Regions from separate parts of the Mus musculus genome. Here region 2 is linked to region 1. Evidence: chromatin contacts called from public HiChIP or PLAC-seq data. All regions are on one chromosome and are shown on one strand. The core of a region is the stretch at or near the end of the contact, and the rest is flanking DNA. Distances in the headings are between cores, read along the strand shown.

Region 1 (3,010 bases), core at 367-2,866:
ACCTCACCAAACATCCCCACTTAGAAGCATGGAATTTGGACTAACCTAGTCTATGTTCTGGAACCACGGTCACTCATGTTTAGCTCCAGAATACATTACTCTTTTTGAGTTGAGAGCCGTGTTTTGCCTCGGCAGTAACTAAGGAGATAAGGGAGGAAAATGCTAGTTCCCTGTAGAGTTTATGTCCAAGCTGGTCAGAATGTAACTGCTGTGAGGAATAAATATTTGTCCTTTTTGTGCAGAGATTCCTGGTCACAGGAAGCACATGTCAAGGTTTGATAAATGGTCCACACAGGAGGATCAGTACTTCCTTATCATTTGCAAATAAATATCAAATATGCAGAACAAATATTGATCTGTCAATACCGGAACCTGGTTTGGAAGACAAATGAGTTTTTCATTACACAAGCTTTTTTTTTCTTCTCCTAAGCACAGCATTGTGGAGAGACAACACTGACCTATTCTCCTCAGACCCTGGGCTCCATGGGAAGCTAAGCTCCACCTGAGCGAGCATAAGCATCCTTCCAGGCAGATCCATCACTGATCTGACCAAGTCAGATTCAGTTGCTGCCCTTAACACCCTTACTTAACACAATGTTTCCAGACAGTCACAGCCTCTGGCCAGGAGGCTGCAAACCAAACCAGGCTGTGGCCACGGGAGAGGCGGCGAGGGCTGTTCATCCGGCACTGACTGACTGATGCTCCTGACGCTGAGGGCCGGCAGTGCTGTGGAGGTGCTTCCTATACAGGAGGAGAGTGAGGGAACATGGCTGACTTTCTGCACAGAACAGGCCACACAAAGCAGTGCCAGCCGAAATGAGACTGCAGGGCCTCTGATTCAGTCTGGGCAGAGTTAAGTACTTGGATTCTATCTAAACATTTGGTAAACTCCATACCCTCATGTAAAATGTTGGTGATAAGTAAATGAAAAACAGCTTAAGCAACACTGTCATTTTCAAAGGAAGAGAGAGTTTACACACGAAGCCGGACATGAACATGAGCCCTCCTACCCTCAGCCCATTCTGTACCCCACGCAGGATGAGCACAAGAGTCCAGGGCACTTGAGTCCACACATATGGACATGTTGTCCATATGAGGACTAGGAGTTTGACAAACACCTCAGTAGGCAGGAGAGGGACCATATGTAGGTAATAAAGGTGGCAAATTTCCAAGATGGCTGGCTTCTTCCTCACCTTCCAGACCGCAAGACAAGTTCAAGGCAGACCAGGACATGTTTGTGTGACAGTTGTGGGCCAATTAGCTACCAACCCTAAATTACTGAAAACTATACCAACATTCTCCAGTAAGGTAAAATCTCCAATCTTGGTTCTGAAGACATGGATAACTGCCCTTTCCCATCTTCCCACCTTCCTCCATTCCAGTCTCCTTTGCTAGGTCTAAAACCACCTAACTTTTCCCAGCTATGAGCTGTGCTAAGAACCCAGGGACCCTGTCTGTCCTGTTTGTGCCACTCTACCTGGGCTAATGTCTAAGAGCATAGGAAGTATTCAGAATTATTTTTACAAAATGAAAGCTGAAAGTCTTCAGTGCAACAGATGTCCAGAAGAGGGCATCTCGACATTAGAAAACAAACCTAACTGATCAGCAAAATGCTAGTTAAGTCTATCTACAATGAAGTATTATAAAGAGTGGAAAGACTGTCGTAAAATAAAGACTTCCATACTATTTGAGACAGAGTCTCAATCTGAAGGCCAGGCTGGCCTGGCATGGCTGGCAACCCTGCCCCATGAGTACTGGATCCAGGTGTGAGCTGCCTTGCCCAGGGTGTGTAGGGTTGGGGGTAGTATGTGCCACAGAGCACATGTGGAGACCAGGGACAACTTAGTCGAGTACTGCTCTTCCTTCTTCCTTTCCCTAAATTCTGGGCATCAGTCTCAGGCCATCAGGTTTGAGGCCCATAGCTGTACTCATGGAGCTGTTTCAAAACCCCTCCCTTTTGAGACAGGGTCTCTCTACATAGCCCTGGTTGTCCTAGAATTTACTACATAGACCAAGCCAGCCCTGAACTTGGAGATCTGCCTGCATCTGCCTCCCGAGTGCTGGAATTTGAGGCCTGCTTCACTGTGCCCAACTTGGCTCTACATTTAATAAGAGTACATAAATATGAACGAGGCCTGGATCTCACTCCCAGTACTGGTGGGAGGAGGCAGATGGCAGCCGCTGTCTCCACCTCCTTCTAGCTGTGTAACAGATGCTGGCCCATGACTGTCTGCTTGGACCCACAGCAAGGCAGACCCTGTTCCCAAGTGTTCATATCTGTAAGTGGAAGCAAAGAACTATGCCTTCCTTGAAGGGCCAGGCAAGGACTGGAGATGGTGCATGTGGAACACTCCGTTCATCATCTAGGTCATCACAGTGTTGCTAATGTAACTACTTAAACGTGTACAAGGCATTACTATAGCTGACTAAGGGAAGGTACTTTATCTGTAATGCACACCCGTGCCACGTATTTTCCTGCTCCCAGACTTCACCTTTTATGAGACTGCTCACACAACTTGTCATGATCAATCCTCCACTCCCTTTCTGGCTCTCCTTTTCCGTCCTTTGGATGTGGTTCCCTATATTCCCATTTACTCATCTGTGTGGCCACCGATGGCCTCTTACTCAGTCACTCCACTAGTTCCTGATATCCCTAGGAGCACTCTATTCCCAGATGTTTCTTACCAACCTGGTCCCTTCCTCGCAGTTCCCTGGCAGCCTGAATGCTCAAGTCCCACAGTGCTTCTACCCACCCACGAGCTCCAAGCTCAACTTGGCTGTTTTACAGGTACCATACACAAATGTGGCAAAGACAAACAGTCTGTCTTCCTTGGATTTACTGAGTTTCTAATTTCACAGGATGATGAAACCACCATTAGCCAAGCGACAGATCTCGGGTGTGGCCAGCGTAAGTGGCTCCATCGGGCACCTGCTCTCTGTACCTTTGATTTACTGCTTGATCCCAATGGCTTTCCCTTGTTTTTTTCCTATCTAGACCCCATCAGCAACT
Region 2 (3,010 bases), core at 332-2,831, 190 kb after region 1:
AGCTCTTTAACAAATCAGGCAACTCAAGACTAAAAAAATAATATGCCCAAGATCTTCACTGCTGGCATGGAAGCCAACGTTAAAATTGTACTAGATGTAAGTTACAACTCCAATGTGCAAATAATTCAGGGGGCAGGGTATGGGGGACTTTTGGGATAGCACTGGAAATGTAAAGAAAATACCTAATTTAAAAAAAAAGAATGTAAAAAAAAAGAATTCAACTTTGCTTCTGATTTGCTGCAGTAAACATGATACTTTTCACAGTTTTCTATGAACAAAATTTCTCCTCTCTCAAATAAAAATAACCCTCCATTTCCCAGTCTTGGGACAGGTAGGGAAAGAAGAAAGAGAGAAAAAAAAGAAGGGAGGAGGGACAAAAAGAGAGCGAGAGAAAGAGAGAGAGAAAGAAAAGGGGAGGTAGGGAGGGGAGGAAGGAAAGGAAGGAGAAAGGGAGAGGAAAGAAAGAAAAAAATAAAAGAAAACCCAAAATATGCATACACCTTAATTTCCCACATAGAATTTAAAAATTCTCCTCCAATGAAATGTCATGTATAAAACCAAGTTAGGCTGAGCAGTAGTGACACATGCCTTTAATCCCAGCACTTGGGAGGCAAAGGCAGGCAGATTTCTGAGTTCAAGGCCAGCCTGGTCTACAGAGTGAGTTCCAGGATAGCCAGGGCTATACAGAGAAACCCCGTCTCGAAAAAACAAACAAACAAAAAAAAAAAAAACCCAAGTTAGTCATTTAATAGTCAGTCAAAGATGTACACATTTTATTGAGTTAAATCAAGGCACACACTGTTTTTATACACTTTACAGCCCGTGTCTTTATGCAATTTGACTAACCAGTTATCAATATAAATAGCACCTTACTAGTTAGTCATAGTAGGTGCACAAAATTCATTAATGACTAAAAAGAAACTGTCGTCTACACTACATATTTACTTAAGTAGCAGAAAACTGTAAGAACCAATGCAATAGCATTTGGGAACTCAATAAGTATTTTTTGAACAAACGTAACCATCACTCAGGGAAATGCAGAAGTGTACAAGGTTGGAAGGAAAAGAAAAATTCCCATTTTGTACCTGTTGTGGCAAACACTGCTCTCTACAGTTCTATGACACACGGCTGTTGTGACAGCTATTTTTTACAGGGTAAACTGATTTAGGGCTGTTCAAATGCCCAGAGTGACAAAACTTTGAGTCCAGTTTGTCGCCTGGTTCTTGTCAGATTCCGAGGCCACCACCATTCTCACAGCTCAGAATCTATCAGCGGCGAGGTCATAAGCCGATCACAGCGTCCGCCCTCGCTCCAGTCCACCGCCCGCGGTCTGCCACCACGGCTTCCCCAGCGGCGATTCGGGACGGAGAATCGGCCGAGCCGACTCCTTCCCAGGGACCACTAGCAAAGCACGACCGGAAAGAGCGACAGCGGGAAGACCGCGTCGGAGGTCACGGGAGACTCGCCCCCACGCCATCGCGCCCCACACACTTACAGAACTTTGTCCAAAGCATCCATAGCTGCAAGATCCCTTAGCGAATGCACGTGTACCGATTACTTCCGGGAAGCCGCCGCGAGCGCCGGAAGAGACGGTGCCGGAAGTGCGAAATACCACTTCAATGGACAGCCCGGCTGTCCGCGCTGGCGGCCATTTTGGGAAGGCATGGCGTTCCGTCTCCCTTGGTTACGGAACGTTGTTTGATTGTTCTCCGGAAAGTAAACGACTTAGTCGAGGATTTGGGAGGCAAGTGTTCCTTTTCAGGGAAATAACCAGAATGCTAGAAAGGTTGGAGGTACGGTACTCAGTTACCAAAAGTACTGCTATGAAAAGGACGCCATTAACTGGGAGAGCAGTTGAAGCAGCTTGATTAACCCCTCGCCTTCTACATGAAAGATACACGAAGAATACTGCTCATCGTGACTTTCTCTCAAGTCTCAGTCATATAACTTGCATATAGTTATATAAAATACACCTGGTAATGTGTACAATTCATTGGTTTGGGTGCCTTCACAAAGCCACTGAAGCCAGCACAGCCGTGAAGGCAGTAACACCAGCATTGGGGGAGGAGAGGGCAGAATTGAAAATTAAAAATTCAACCTCCACTCCACAATGAGGTGCACGCGCACACACACACACATCAAAGAACTCAGCATTGGGCTGCAGTCCTGGCATCTCAGTACTTTAGAAAGGAAGGCTGGAAGATCAGGCTGTGTAGGGATTTAGATGCAACCATCAACTATTATCTCATGCAATATACTTTTATTACTTCAAAGAGCTCACATACCCATCCACGAGTGGCACGGTGTTGCCTGGAATTGCCTAGTCTGCTGTACATAGTATGAATTGAATCTCATAGTGTGCAGTCTTGGGTCTGACTTTATTAAATTTTGAGTTTTGTTTTGAGACAGGGTTTCTCTACATCACTTTCTCTGGCCTGTAACTTGCTATATAGATCACCGGGATCTTGAATTCTGTGTTGTTTCTGCCACTTGAGTGACAAAAATTACAGTCATTTGCCACCACAAGTGACCTAATTTACCATTGCAAGGTCTGTGCATTTGTGTGCTCTGTTTTGGGGTGAGGATCTTGAAATGCAGCCAGTGCTGGCATAGAGCTGTTGACCGTGCTGGTGTAGAACCTGAGATGCTGCCTTTCCCTATGGACCACTGGAACTAAATGCATAGCCTACCAAGATTAAAGGCATGTCCTGCCATTCCAGGAAATCCATCTTTTTGCATATTGGGATGGATAATGGCAAGTTAGGAAGGTGGCTTCTAAATAGCTTTAAAGGCCTGGCTGGAGCTACCTGGGCAGTCTCAGTGGTATAGCACTTAACTATATACACCGTCCTAGGCACAAACTCCTGTCCAAGTCTGACCGGACTATTTAAGACACTGTCTCAAAATAAATAAGCAATAAATCCATCTGGTAAACAAACTCCTTTTCCCAAGTTCTATGAGCTGTGCTAGCAAGCAATTGAAGGTGAGAAAAGCATTGTGGGAACATTCA

Evidence for each region. HiChIP or PLAC-seq counts read pairs in DNA pulled down with a chosen protein or histone mark.
Region 2: an H3K4me3 HiChIP or PLAC-seq map of the SCID.adh cell line shows a contact between it and region 1, with 13 read pairs. The contact joins the promoter of Rpf2 here to the enhancer-like site in region 1. A contact is called at or near these places in 11 of 39 promoter capture datasets (the 3T3-L1 cell line, 3T3-L1-derived adipocytes, the HPC-7 cell line and 6 more), 1 of 15 datasets of contacts at CTCF or cohesin (the NIH/3T3 cell line), 22 of 484 Hi-C or Micro-C datasets (the Ba/F3 cell line, DN3 thymocytes, the G1E-ER4 cell line and 12 more), 29 of 115 datasets of contacts at active chromatin or transcription factors (the 230-238 cell line, DN3 thymocytes, the HPC-7 cell line and 23 more) and 4 of 9 other capture datasets (adipose tissue, embryonic stem cells, liver and 1 more).

Annotation. Positions count from the first base shown.
Region 1 is chr10:40,051,910-40,054,919 of GRCm38.p6, forward strand. The region is part of intron 4 of Slc16a10 (solute carrier family 16 (monocarboxylic acid transporters), member 10); the gene reads right to left. Among named protein-coding and RNA genes, the nearest start is that of Mfsd4b1, 28 kb to the left of the region's middle. Within about 2 kb of position 1,617, at least 23 of the 459 cell types and tissues checked have an H3K27ac peak or open chromatin away from gene starts, as enhancers often do. A contact at or near this core is called in 3T3-L1-derived adipocytes, the G1E-ER4 cell line, the SCID.adh cell line and 1 more, where this site is marked.
Region 2 is chr10:40,245,458-40,248,467 of GRCm38.p6, forward strand. It overlaps Rpf2 (ribosome production factor 2 homolog), which reads right to left and starts at 1,582. Exons shown (of 10, transcript NM_023323.3): 1 at 1,496-1,582. The coding sequence starts at 1,518. It overlaps Gtf3c6 (general transcription factor IIIC, polypeptide 6, alpha), which reads right to left. Exons shown (of 6, transcript NM_026113.5): 6 at 2,244-3,010.